Linked DNA regions of Mus musculus: regions 1 and 2 are each linked to region 3. A link is a contact called in public Hi-C and HiChIP or PLAC-seq data. All regions are on one chromosome and are shown on one strand. The core of a region is the stretch at or near the end of the contact, and the rest is flanking DNA. Distances in the headings are between cores, read along the strand shown.

Region 1 (4,223 bases), core at 1,043-3,542, 110 kb after region 3:
TGCGGCTTAGGTCTGCTGGTAATTGTCCTGTTATTATATACATTGTATGGTTTCAATTTTTCTTAAAGTGCATGAACCACAAATCAGACTTGAAGATTTTTTTCCCTTTGCCTAATCTGGGCTGTATTTGTATAGACTAGGATTTAGCTAGAAAGTAAGGCTTATGACTATAAGCACTCAGTGAAATACATGTAAAGTCTGGTCACAAAAAGACCATAATTGAAAAGAAACTTATTACTCCTCCTGCCTCCTCCATAGCACCTCTACACATGTAACAGCCTTTGTAACTTGCACTTTCAGAATGGAATTTTCTCAGTTCCAAGCTGACACTGAACTCAGAGTCCCCCTGCCACAGCTTCCCCAGCGCTGAGACTCTAGGTACATAGCACTACGACTGGCTTCAGAGGAAACAGCAGCATCCTCACTCGGGAAACAATGTACACAACATGGAACTAACGTTCTAGCCATTTAGCATGTGAGACCCAGTGGCCATCAGTCCATTCACTGCTGCACAGCCTCTTTTACACAGGTTTCACTGGATAGCCTAGACTGATCTTCAAACCCACAGGCTGGCCACAGCCTTGAGGGTGCTGGGATGCAGGTGTGTCTGACTGTGTCCAGTTTATCTCCAGACTGTTCGTCTTTCCCAATGCAACTGTTCACTTCCCTGCACCCTCTCCTAGCTTCTTCCTGTCTGTATGTGAAATCATATATAGTAGTCGTCCTTTTTACTGGATAGCACCTGATAGCTATGGCTAGATCTTCATATTGCACTTGTTATTTAGTTATGCCTTCTGCTTTAACTGGCACCACGCTGAAACTTTGGCTCTGTCCAAAATCCTTCCCCCTTTGTCTAGTACCAGTGACAGAACCATGGCTTCTTGCACGGCAAGCTAGTGCTCCACCACCAAGTCACAGGTCTGTCTCTCTGGTACGGTTTAAATCAGCACCATCTAACTGACCTTGTTGATTCTGCCTTGGGACTTTTCATTACATTCTCAGCTCAACAGTTACTGGGATCCGTGTAAAATCTGAGTCAGACAATATTAGTTGCTTAAAACTGTCTAGTGACTGAAAGCCAAGGTTCTCACTGTGGTTTGTATGCACTGTGTCTCTCCGCCCGTACCACCGGCCTCTTCACTACTTGTCAAACACGTGACTTCATGTTGAGTGTCTCTGTGTGGAGCACACCTCCTCCAGAGAGCTGCTGTGTTACCCTCCCATCCCTGACCCCACCCCCAGGTCTTGCTCAGGTCTGTTCTCTGTGCAGCCTGTGTAGTGCCGTCTAAAGCCTGGGCTTCTACATTTCCCTCCTAAGCATCCCTGTTCCTTAGGTCTGGGGTTTTGTCCCTTTGTTTGCAAGAAGGTAAGTTTCATGAGGAAATGGGATTTAAAAATCAAAAGTCTGTCTTTCTATAAATGTTTGTTGACTACATTAATATATTTTTAATTATTTTTTGTTTGAGTCTTTCGCCTGCATGTATGTCTATGCCCCATGTGCATGTCAGATGCCGGGGGGGTGGGGGTGGGGGTCGCAGAAGAGCCTGTCAGATCTCCTGGAACTAGAGTTACAGACAGTTGAGAGCCCCTATGTGGGAACTGGGAATCAAAGCCAGTTTCTCTGCAAAAGCAGCTAGTGTTCTTAACTGCTGACCCATCTCTCCAACCCCTGGGTTAATACATTTTTGGAGCTGTTGACTGAGTTAGTCAACAGCTCCAGTGGAGAAGCTCTGGTAGCCAGGGTGGGGCTTAGGAGATGAAGGCATTGTTTTTTGTGTTGCTTGGGAAGGTGCAGGAACCAGGTGTTGTGGGGAGGCCCCAGGAAAGACAGCGTGGTCTTTATCCCTGCAGAACCTCTTCCCTACACACCTGCTCCCTTCTTCCTTCCTGGTCTAGACATACAGAAATAAGTGCCTTTCCCTAAAAACTCTGTAGAGGGTGTGGATTTATCAGCATGGAAGCAGAATTTTGCCCACAGGTATGGTTTATTTGGTTTGTCCCATGTAGTATTTTTTTGTTTATATTTTTGTTCTCACTTTGAAAGGTGCTTGCTAATCCCTTGGCAGCATTTAGGATGCAGACGTTTCAGATGAGAATGTGGATCTCTAGCGTCTTTAGAAAACTGACAAGTTCTCCTCGTGAGCAGCCAAGTCCTCACACAGCAGCCAGCTTGTGGAATTGAGCAGAGGGCTCTGCCATAGCTGGCATGTATGCGCTGCTCTGGTGACCTGTCTTGCTCGCCTCCTTGCAGATCTGACAATTGCATACGAGTACATATGCGTTGCAGTTTCTCTTCTCTTTTCTCCCTGCCATCTCTGTCAGTAGCCCTTCTCTACAGATCCCTTTCCCACCCCCATACTGTCTATTGTTTTGTGATCTACTGTGTTTAACCAGGGCTTATCTGTGTGGCTGTGGATTAAAGTTTGGTGGATTCCCGGGGGAGGAGGCACAACTGAAATCACTGACTCCTTTCCCAGAACCTCTGAGCAGTCAGTAGTTTTAACAACAATGCACAATGCCAGCCCCCGTGAATCCCTCCCCTTTGACAGGCCCGTTCTTGTTCCTGACCAATGCAGGCAACTGCATAAGTTCATGGTTGCAGTTGCTGTGTAATGCCAAGAAAACGGAATTTTATGTCCATCCACTCTTGTGTTCTTCCCTGGATTCCTTGAGGCTTAGAGATAGTGATACAAGTGTCCTGTGGTTTTGAGCTGAGTTCAGCTGTTCCTTTTTCTCAGCGCCTCGAGCAGCCAAGAGTTTCTGCATTCTCCACCATTTATTGGAGAGAGAAGCTTCCCTGAAGCAGTTATCTTCCCTAAGGAATGCTATCTGTGGATATTAACGTAGATGTTTAGAAGGCTTTGAGGCCATAAAAATTAGCCCCTCAAGCTATCAAGCTTCAATCCTGACTATCAGTACTGGACTTGAAATATGGTGCAGAAGGAACCAGGAATCCCATTAGAGCTGGTGTCTGTGCCCTGTGGGTCTGGCTAGTGCTGCAGCAGTGTAGCCCACCCCCCCCCTATCTTTGCCAGAACTCTGAGTAAAACTTAAGCCCTGCCTTTAAAGGTTGAAGCTTTCATAGAGCCAAGTTTCTGTGTAGTTCTTTTTGTTAAGTGATGCTGATATTAACCAGAAACAGCAATAGTTAGAAGGATAAAATAATTGAAATGTATTTCATCTTTTATACACACACTCACACCATTTTAGTGTGTCATAATCCTCCTGTTGTCAGGCCATGACATGCCAGTTCATGTATCCACAGGAGTTCACCTAATTGGAAGATAAAATTAATCACAGGGCTGGAATGATGGAAAGGGGGAGGAAAGACGAGGTAAATAAATAAATAAATACATACCATTCTCCTAAGGCCCACCACAGTTAGTGTCCTTGGAGGAACTAAGACTCAGCATTCAAACATAGTAAAAATAACCTCAGAGTTTTATAGTAGTCGGATTTTGAAACATAAATGCTATCTTTGATTGTATGTATGTGTTCATTCCAAAATATCCAGCTTGGCATTATTGTTGTGTGATGACGTGTTTTCTCTTCTTCTGGGTGGACAACGTATGAAACTGACTAAAAGGGAGAGGTAGCTCCTGCCTGCCTTCTGTGCCGACATGTTGGCGTTTTTCTCTGAGAGAGTGGTGCAGTTTATTGTCCTGGCTTGGGCTTTATGTGGTTTTGCTTACGTCCCCCTGAGTATCATAATGGGGGAAAAATCTGTTTAAAGGGAGACATGAACCGGTGTTTGCGTCCTGTGTTTAAAGGGAGGTGGGTGTGTGTGTGCAGGGGTGTTATGGTGTTGTCTCCATGGATGGGGAGGGGCCTCCCTCTGGGTCATGCTTACTTGGAAGCTAACCTCAGAGCAAGCAGGAGGCTCTAGGAAACAGATGCTATCCCCACCAATGGACACCTTTAATCCCAGCACTTGATTGGCAGAGACGTGCAGAGCTCTGAGTTCAAGGCCAGACTGCTCTATACAACCAGTTCAGAACAGCCTGGACTGTTCACAGAGAAACCCTGTCTCAAAAGACAGACGGCAACAAAGATACTAAGGAAAGAACCATTGTGCCTAACCTAGGACCCTGTGCCTGACTGCGCTGTGGGCCTGAAGCAGCACAGGCCTTACCCCGTGTCTCCTGACATGTTTCTGAGGGACACAATTGTCTGTGCTAATGTCATTGTTTTCTGAAAAGTCTACAGGCGTGATTCCTCAAATC
Region 2 (4,516 bases), core at 1,229-3,728, 76 kb before region 3:
AGTGATGAATAAAGAAACCAGGAATATACCTGGGAACAGGTACTTTTTGTTATTTTGGGGCAACTCTGTACTCTACAGTCCAGACTGGTTTCAAATTCATGGTAATCCTCCTGCCTTAGCCTTTTGGGCACCGGGGTTATTCTCAGCTTGGGGATCAATGCTTTTTAACAGCACATTTGAAAACATAACTTGCCAGGCAGTGGTGGCACATGCCTTTAGTCCCAGCCCTTGGGAGGCAGAGGCAGAGGCAGGCAGATTTCTGAGTTCAAGGCCAGCCTGGTATACAGAGTGAGTTCCAGGACAGCCAGAGCTACACAGAGAAACCCTGTCTCAAAAAAAAAAAAAAAAAAGAAAAAGAAGAAGAAAAAGAAAAAGAAAGAAAGAAAGAAAAAGAAAGGAAGGAAGAAAGGAAGGAAGGAAAGAGAGAAAGGAAAGAAAGAAAGAAAGAAAGAAAGAAAAAAAGAAAGAGAGAAAGAAAGGAAAGAGAGACAAAGAGAGACAAAGAGAGAAAGAAGAAAACATAACTTCTCCCAAGCTTTTCCCATCCTGGGGTGTCTCTGATGATGGAAGGATGAGCTCCTGAGACTGTCTTAGTTACTGCCTACTTCCCTAGCGGGACAAAATGAGACCTAGACTCTGTATGCTATCTTGATTCAGTTTAGGCCCTGTACTTCTTGCCTGAACTAGTATAGTGATTCCAAACTAGTCTCGTGTGTTCATTGACTCATCTAAAAACTACCAACTAATCCAAGATTGTTCATTATCCTTGGTTATCCACCACTCCTATACTTTAAAGGGGGCAGGGCTTTCTCATTTAAAAGTCCTCCACATACAGATTCCGAATGGCTTGAAAAGCATATTTCCCCACTGCATCCATGATTATTTATCCAAAACAAACTCAGAACCGTCATTACCACAGTTAGCACAAGGGACGCCTCCCTCTCCAACAAGTCCCGGCTGCCCAACTCCTCACATTTGCTTATTAGAAACGACAAAGTCAAACCTTTAGGGAAGTTGTTTAATGGAACACTCAAGTCTAAAATGGAACTCAGGAGGTTTTCTTGTTTCTGTATGTATGTGTGTGTGTGTGTGTGTGTGTGTGTGTGTATGTGTGTGTGTGTTCTTTCATACTTTGTTATTGACTAATAGAACATATCAAGCTTTACCTCGGTGTCCCTAACCTTTGTCATCAACATTATTATTATGACTTATAGAGCATTCTAGAAGTAATCAAGTGGTCTTGCCTCTGAGTCTTGTGTGTGTGTGCGTGCGTGCGTGCACGCACACGCAAAGGCCAGAGGTCAGCATGGAGTATTCTGACCCACCTTCTTCAGTCACTCTGCATGTTATTATTTTGAGGCGTGGTTTCTCACTGAACTTTGAACTCACCAATCTGTTATGCTGGTGGCCCAGCCAGAGTCCCTCCTTGCATCCCCAGCACTGGGCTACATGCACATACTATCATGCTCATTTTGAACCATGGGCGCTGGGATCTAAGCTCATGCTTTATAAGTAAAGGTTCTCATGTTTCACTAACTGAGCTAATCCATGAGTCTTTGGGTTTTTTCAGTCTTCCTGTTTAAAAAAAAAAAAAAAAAAAAAAAAAAAACTACGTGTATCGATGCGTCTGTGTGAATGTATGCCATGTGTATATAAATGAAGGCAGAGGTCAGGAGACGGTCAGTGCCTGGAGCTGGACTTACAGAAGTTATGAGCCACCTGCCAAGGTTGCTGAGAACTGAGCTTGCTTAGATCCTCTGAAAGAAGAGCAGTGTACGCTCTTAGCTAATGAGCCATCCTTTTAGCCCCCAATCATTTGAATGCTATTCACTGATCTTCTGGAAAGGGCACGTTAAGGTAGCACCTTGGTGAGGCCACTCCTTTGCATATTTAAAGATTCCCCTCAATTTCCACCATTCTCTCCTTTTCCTTCTTCTTCCACAAGCCCCTCTTCCCATGCAGACAGATGTCTCCATGGTTCAAAGTGTATGACATACCTATTGCTCTCTGCTGTTCCTCTTGCCCAAAGCCTCCTCCAACTTCGGTGGCAGACCGGGTTTCTAGTGAGAACTCTCTTAACTACTGGTCATATTAGCAAACGAATTCTACTTTTTGAGCCTTGAATTTGCAATCTGAACGATGGGTGTAATGCCTATCTTGTGTGTTGTGTTTGTTTTGTTTTTGCTTTGCTTTACTTTACTTTGCTGTGCTTCATTTGGGCTTTGCTGTTGTTGACCTGGGTGCTCAACTATGTAGCTCAGGCTATCCCTGGATACACTACATAGCCTAAGCTCACTGCAAACCCAGATCCTCCCACTTCACCCTTCTGAGTGCTAGGATTGCAGGCATGTGTTGACACGCCTGGCTTTTACGTGACTCTCATGAGAATGAAGTAAAAGCCTGGATACCCAGGGCCTGGCACCTAGGACAAGTTCCATGAATGTGAGCTGTTGTTTGCTGTTACAAAATTTCAGTCCCAAGTCCTCTGTGAAACCATAACTATTCACTCCCATCTACACACCCATCTGTTTCCCTCTTCAATAGCCTCTACGGTCAGGAGTTTATAGTATTTAAATATTATTGTTTCTTGTATGTCACTCTCCCCAAATAGACTCCAAAGTGAACTAGGACATAGGTCATGTCTTATGCCAACACAAGTGCCCACAGGAGCCAGGAAAGGAACAGAAAATAGTCTTGGTGTAAGAAAAATGGGGAGGGGTGAGGACTCGGGCCAACCCCCAGGCACTGCTCACCCTGGCCAATTGCTGTCATGAGGGAATACGGGTCCAGGGTTGCCAGACCTCGACTTTTTCATAAGAAGCCAGGAATCCAGCTTCTTCTGTGTGAAGTCCAGGGGTTTAAAAGCTGAGCCAGTGCTGCTCAGGCTAAACAAAGCATGCCTGTGGGACCCCCGTTGGTGACAGCTGCCTCACTTACATGGTCCCTGTAAAGTTTGAGCCTCAGCTGGGCCGCTGATGTCACCTCTACAGAGGAACAATGCTGTGAGTGGCAGTGAGGGATCTTGGCTAAATTTGAAGACGGGTTTTCATTCATCCCAGATCCAAAGTGCAGGGCAGGCCCAAGAAACCTATACGTCCATGGAGCTAGTTTTCCTGAGCGGAACACAGGGTTCCACTTGGTGACACGGAGAACATGCACTACTGGTATGGAAGAGCTTCATTTGGGTCACAATCGTCCCTTTATTTATTTATTTATTTATTTATTTATTTTTAATGTGGAACACTACATGAATTTGCATATCATCCTTATACAGGGGCCATACTAATCTGTTTTCTTGTGTTCAGAACACTGGGTAGCCCTCAGTGTTGAATTAAAGATCTCATCTTTATCCCTCTGTTTACCATGAATCTGTTCATGATATCCATCAAGGACCATTTTGCTCGCAATGACATGACCTCAGTGCCCAGCAAGCGATAAAGTCAGTGTTTATCTATCGGATGAGTAAACGATTGAAATGATCCATCCATCAAATATCAGGCTCCTATCATGTGCCAAGGACTATGTGGGACTTTAGGGATTCTGAGGTGACTGGGTGCTCCCCCTAGCCTCAGGGTATTGGGTCACCTAGAAAGGATTGCGTAAGGTATTTACTGGAGCATGAGAGCCAGCAGGATCCGCTCCCTATGCCCAGTCCCAGGAAAGGGCAGGGGACAGAATGCCTGGGACCCCCTTAGTACTTGGCTTTGCCATTTGCCCGAGTCCGGGGGTCATATTCATTTAGGAGACTTGGGTATGAAATGACTGAGCTGATTTTCCTTCAAAGTCATGTTGGAATGAGCTGACCAAGTGCCACCCCCTGCAAGTGGTCACCTTGGGAGGCCTCGTCCTCACTCTACAGGAGTTACAACAGTACTGGACCACTTCCCTGGCAAGGGTCCTCAGAGTGAGTTTAAAGCTACATGAGGACATTTACTCCGTTGCTTAAGATTCATGCCTTATTTTAGCTGAAACCGAAACAACAACAAAACCAAAAAAAAAAAAAAAAAAAACCTCAAAAAACAAAAACAAAAACAAAACAAAACAAAAAAAAACCCAAAAACATAAACCAAAAGGAAACAAAACAAAGGTTGGTAAAATGGGTATTCATCACTTTGTCCCCTAAATTTGATTCCAGTTTTTTTTCTTTCTTTTTGAGTTGTTTCTTAAAATCCAGTCATCAAAGGAGAAATGTTTCCTGCTGGTGAGTTTATTGAGCTGTACGCATGCCAGGCTCCACATTGTCATGTGTCACAGCATTGTTGGCAGAAGTGTTTAACCCTCCGGCAGGTGGATGTCAGTGGAGGCAGAATTCCATTTATATGCCCAAATTCTGGTGTTTAGAATAATTTTTTTTTAAAGAAAACTTCAAATTTTATTTAGAGTTGTTCTATGTCTTCAATGCCTATCACAGAATTAGGACACATAGGCCTCCCAAAGTGTCTTATGGGAGGGAAAAAAAGCCTGAGGAAATCTAATGTCACTTACAGGACATGAGGGTCCAGAACTTATAATTTGT
Region 3 (4,269 bases), core at 55-2,554:
TCCTTGGTTAGCATTCATGATGTCTTGGTTCAGTTCCTAGCATAAACTTTGAATGTTGGCACACCTCTGTAATCACAGAACTCAAGAGGTGGGAGGCAGGATCATAAGTTCACGGTCATCCTGTGCAACCTAGTAAGCTTGAGGCTAGCCTGGGCTACAGAAGACTTTGCTCAACAACACTGACAACAAACCTAGCACCTACACCAGGCAGCTCACAACCTGTAACTCCCACTCCAAGGGATACATTACCCTCTTCTGGTGGACACACGTGCCCACGTGCACACACACACTCACAATTACAAGTAAAGTTCAACAACAAACCCAAAGCAGATAGCAAGAAAAAAAAAATCAATGGATGTGAAATAAGCAAACTTTGGCTAACAAAGTTTCCTATCCCTACCCCCAACCTTAAGTGAAATTGCATGTGACCTAGTTACTTTGTTGGATCTCAGACATATTCTGAGTATCACTGACCCAATGATGTATTATTAGGTTTGACCTCAGAGTCAAGGCCAGCCAGATGAGCCTTTTCATCGAGCTACCGTCTCCTATTGGATGGACACTTCCTAGCATAAAGTATTAGTCCCTGGCATATAACCCTGTGGCATCCTCTGACAGCTGGGAAAGACAGCTGCACAGTTATAACTCTCAAGGACGACAGTTTCTCTACTTAATCATGTCCATGTCTCAGTCCATGTCCATGCAGACATATTTGTAAATATGTTCTCTTAAGACAGTGCTATCAGTTTTAAACAAGTGGAGGAGGTAAGGAAAAGATAGGAACAGGCACCGAAACCTGAGGCTGCTCAAAGCCAGACTAGAGTGGTTTACTAAAGCTGCCTTTGGGCAACACATGGTGAGAGACCAGTTACAGGACTCCACAACCACAGATTTTCACCAGGTAAAACCTGGCATTTGTCATCTGCCCACCCGGAACTTTGGGAACTTTGCCGGCCTGCCCCCTCCCTCCTGGTCAGGCAAAGTTCAGAAACTTAGGGGAAAGGAGCTTTTTTTCTCCCTCGTGGACCTAGTAGGTGGTGTCAAATGGATCAGTCTATTTAACATGACATTGGGCTGCAATTCTTTAATGTCATTTAAAACAAAATGTTAAGCTCAGACTCTGTCTGGGCGGGCCACCACAGGGCTCTAAAAGCCCCATTTATGATGTCATTGTAAGTGTTCCCGCTTTGGCACTGACAATAAAAAGTTAATTATTAAGCTAGTGTTTTCAGCTTCCCACCCAGGTTCCCTGCAACACAAACCCAGCACATCCAATCACTGGGAAGTTCGGATGCCTGATGAAACAGGGGGATTCCTCCCAAATGGCCCTGACTGTAGAACATCTGGCCTGCCCAGCTGCACTTTCTCTGCAGCAGCTGAGGCTGTCACAAAGATAACTGACCCCGAGACTCTCCCAGTAACAAAAGCTCAGCCACACTGAGGCGGACTAAGCCAAGCAGCTACCAATGGTGGGCACTGGTTGGTGACTCATTTACAGTGACTTCCTCCCCACTCCGTCATAGCTCCTTCCTCCTCTTTAAAGGAACAGAATTAGGAGAAATGAATCAGGACAGGAAAAAATAAGATCGTTTCAGGCATGCTTTGATTTCACTTGATCCATCACACAGACCTTTCCCTCCGTTTGCTATTCAATTGTTACTGTGCTAAGCGCAGATTCTGTGTTTCGCCTGCGCCCAGCCTTGGAGGTACAGAAGTGGAGACAAGACAAAACAGATACAGTCACTGCCGTTGGTGGTACTTAGCTTCAGTGGGTAAGAGTTAATGTAGAACTAAACGGCCAGGTAAATATGTAACTCCGGATGGCCATAAGAGGTGTGAGTGGAAAGAATAATGAGGTATGGAAAAAGTGTAACCCGGAGACTGCCCAGCTTGGTGGACAGTGATGTCTGTCACAGAAATGGCCAACCACAAGGAGCTGACTATGTAGGAGTTGGGGAGGGCCAACAAGGACATCGTGCGCACAGGCCCTAGGCAGAAAGAGCCTGGTGTATTAAGGACTGGCTGTGGTGTGTAAGGAACAGGCACCAAGAGAGAAAGCCATCATGCCCTTCTGGGAATGGGTTCATTTGTTGCCCTGGTCAGTTTGGTCTGTCTGATGCTGAGCATGGAGCTATTAGTATTATTAGTGCAGCAACATAAAACAGACCAGGCTTCCCATGCCAGTGGGCACGCTCCTTAAACACAGCTATCCCCAGCCTGAGGTGGCCATGGATGCGTACTGATAGAGGGAGAGGCAGATCTACACACACAATCTTTTTTTGTTGTTGTTTTTTTGTTTGTTTTTTTGTTTTTTGAGACAGGGTTTCTCTGTATTTCCCTGGCTGTCCTGGAACTCACTCTGTAGACCAGGCTGGCCTCGAACTCAGAAATCCGCCTGTCTCTGCCTCCTGAGTGCTGGGATTAAAGGCGTGCGTCACCACGTACACACACAATCTTTCTGTCTCAGTCTTGAAGGTTATAAGAAAGGTATTGTTAAGGATCTCAGAAAACAACACTATCCAAATAGAACTTTTTTTGATTATAGTAGTTAAAAACAAACATAAACAAAACAAACTCCAAAATTTGTCCGTCAGGGCTAGAGAGATGACTCAAGCGTTAAGAACACTGGATGCTCTTCCAGAGAATCTGGGTTTGGTTCCCAGCCCCACATGACATTCTCTAACTCCAGTCCCTATGCATAAAACTCGTGGCCAAACAAAATATCCACACGCGGTTTATACAAGCTTTAAACTAAAATCCAAGCTGTCCGACACAGTAAGCGCTAACCACCATTGCAGCCAGTTCAAATAAGGACCTGAACTTGTCACTGCATTTAATTTCCATAACTGAAGTCTGAACAGCTGCAGGTGGCTGGTGGCTGGGGCCAGGGGCAGCGAGTTCTAGATTCTCCCCCTGTTCACCAGAGTTTATTCCTGAGAAATCGAAAGCAAAGGCTTAGGTGAGATGTTCAGGTAGGGGAAAGGCTTATCCAAAATCCGAAGAAGGTATATAGCTGGACAGTTGGGGAAGTCGGGCCAGTTTACACAAGTAGCCAGCAGGATCTCACTACTTCTGGGGGGCGGGTGTTACTCTGGGGTAGGGTGCTTGCTTAGGATGTGGCTTCAATCCCCAGCACAACTTTATTTTAAGCAGGATATATGACAGGAAGCAATGCGTTACAGACCTTTGCTTCTTGGGGCTCAGTCCGTGGACCGACGCCATTGTCATTTTTGAGACTCTTACTACAGTAAATGTCCTGCTGCTGACCCGGGGCTCAGGGTCTGCATTTTACTATCTCCAGAGATCTCCAGTGGCAAGTATGGTTGGTTGCCTTGGAAAAGCTCTGGAGCGGGGGCAGTCTGCACTCAACATCCAGCTATGCACCTAACCTGAGCGAGTTCCTTCACTTTTTAGGACTCAGTCCCCTCATGACAAAGGATGCTGGCAAGTCTGGTTGTGGTGGTAACATGTCCCAGTACTTGGGATTGAATTTGAGGCTGAGGCTGAAGAAAGGAAGTCCCTGTGTTCAAGGCCAGTCCAGGATAGGAGACCCTGTCTCTCAGCAAAGGAAAACAACACAGAAAAGGGAGGCCCCCACAACCCTGCTGGGGAGATTTAACCGAGACAGTGTGGGGAAAGAGACATGGTTGCGTTCTGGTTTCTGTTGGAAGAACATTCACTAATTCAAGAAATTTTTGACTGTCTTTCTTTTCCAAGCGTACTCTGTCCTGTGCTTGCAAACCCCATAGAAAATGAAAACCACCTTGAGGAAGAATGTTCTTTTGGGGATGGGGAGAAAATGATCCCTTATTGCAGTTTCAACACTATAAAGCAGCCATCAAGTGCCCTTTAATAAAGGGGACTTTTAAAGACTCCTGACGGACCAGGAGCCCAGCCACTGCACCATCCTCAGACCTTGGAACGCACTGGGGTTGTGTGAATGGCGTGAAGCTGGAGAAACAGATGGAAATATGGGAATTAGCAAATGGGGAAGTCCCGTTGTTGTTTAACCTACACATCCAAGAGCATTTGGGCCCCTGTCAGCTTTCGCTTTATTAGTGTCCCTTAAAGCCATTGAGGCAGCGCTTCTCACTGGAGGTCCCCCACCCAGGAGCTGGGATCTGAGATGTTCTCTCTGCTCCCCAGGCAGAAACTGCTTCTCACCCAAGCCAGTAGGTGTTAATCTGCTTAAGGCTGCCTGAGTGGATGCATTAGATTGCTGGCACATGGCCATTTGGAGGTTTTGTTCCCTGGACCACAGGGGCCCAT

The links. A called contact is a pair of places that touch in the nucleus more often than the background predicts. HiChIP or PLAC-seq counts read pairs in DNA pulled down with a chosen protein or histone mark.
Region 1: a contact with region 3 is called in an H3K27ac HiChIP or PLAC-seq map of extraembryonic endoderm stem cells. The contact joins two enhancer-like sites. A contact is called at or near these places in 1 of 484 Hi-C or Micro-C datasets (the G1E-ER4 cell line), 1 of 115 datasets of contacts at active chromatin or transcription factors (extraembryonic endoderm stem cells) and 1 of 9 other capture datasets (pancreatic islet).
Region 2: a Hi-C map of liver shows a contact between it and region 3, with 3 times the contacts expected there. The contact joins two enhancer-like sites. A contact is called at or near these places in 2 of 39 promoter capture datasets (embryonic stem cells and liver), 2 of 484 Hi-C or Micro-C datasets (the HL-1 cell line and liver) and 3 of 115 datasets of contacts at active chromatin or transcription factors (embryonic stem cells, liver and neural progenitor cells).

Annotation. Positions count from the first base shown.
Region 1 is chr10:84,995,394-84,999,616 of GRCm38.p6, forward strand. The region is part of intron 8 of Ric8b (RIC8 guanine nucleotide exchange factor B); the gene reads left to right. All of the region lies in intron 1 of Gm34633 (a long non-coding RNA gene), which reads right to left. Among named protein-coding and RNA genes, the nearest start is that of Gm34633, 6.5 kb to the right of the region's middle. Within about 2 kb of position 2,293, at least 27 of the 459 cell types and tissues checked have an H3K27ac peak or open chromatin away from gene starts, as enhancers often do. A contact at or near this core is called in extraembryonic endoderm stem cells, where this site is marked.
Region 2 is chr10:84,807,858-84,812,373 of GRCm38.p6, forward strand. All of the region lies in intron 3 of Rfx4 (regulatory factor X, 4 (influences HLA class II expression)), which reads left to right. All of the region lies in intron 2 of Gm40728 (a long non-coding RNA gene), which reads right to left. Among named protein-coding and RNA genes, the nearest start is that of Gm40728, 53 kb to the right of the region's middle. Within about 2 kb of position 2,479, at least 22 of the 459 cell types and tissues checked have an H3K27ac peak or open chromatin away from gene starts, as enhancers often do. A contact at or near this core is called in liver and neural progenitor cells, where this site is marked.
Region 3 is chr10:84,885,102-84,889,370 of GRCm38.p6, forward strand. All of the region lies in intron 15 of Rfx4 (regulatory factor X, 4 (influences HLA class II expression)), which reads left to right. Among named protein-coding and RNA genes, the nearest start is that of Gm40728, 24 kb to the left of the region's middle. Within about 2 kb of position 1,305, at least 72 of the 459 cell types and tissues checked have an H3K27ac peak or open chromatin away from gene starts, as enhancers often do. A contact at or near this core is called in extraembryonic endoderm stem cells, liver and neural progenitor cells, where this site is marked.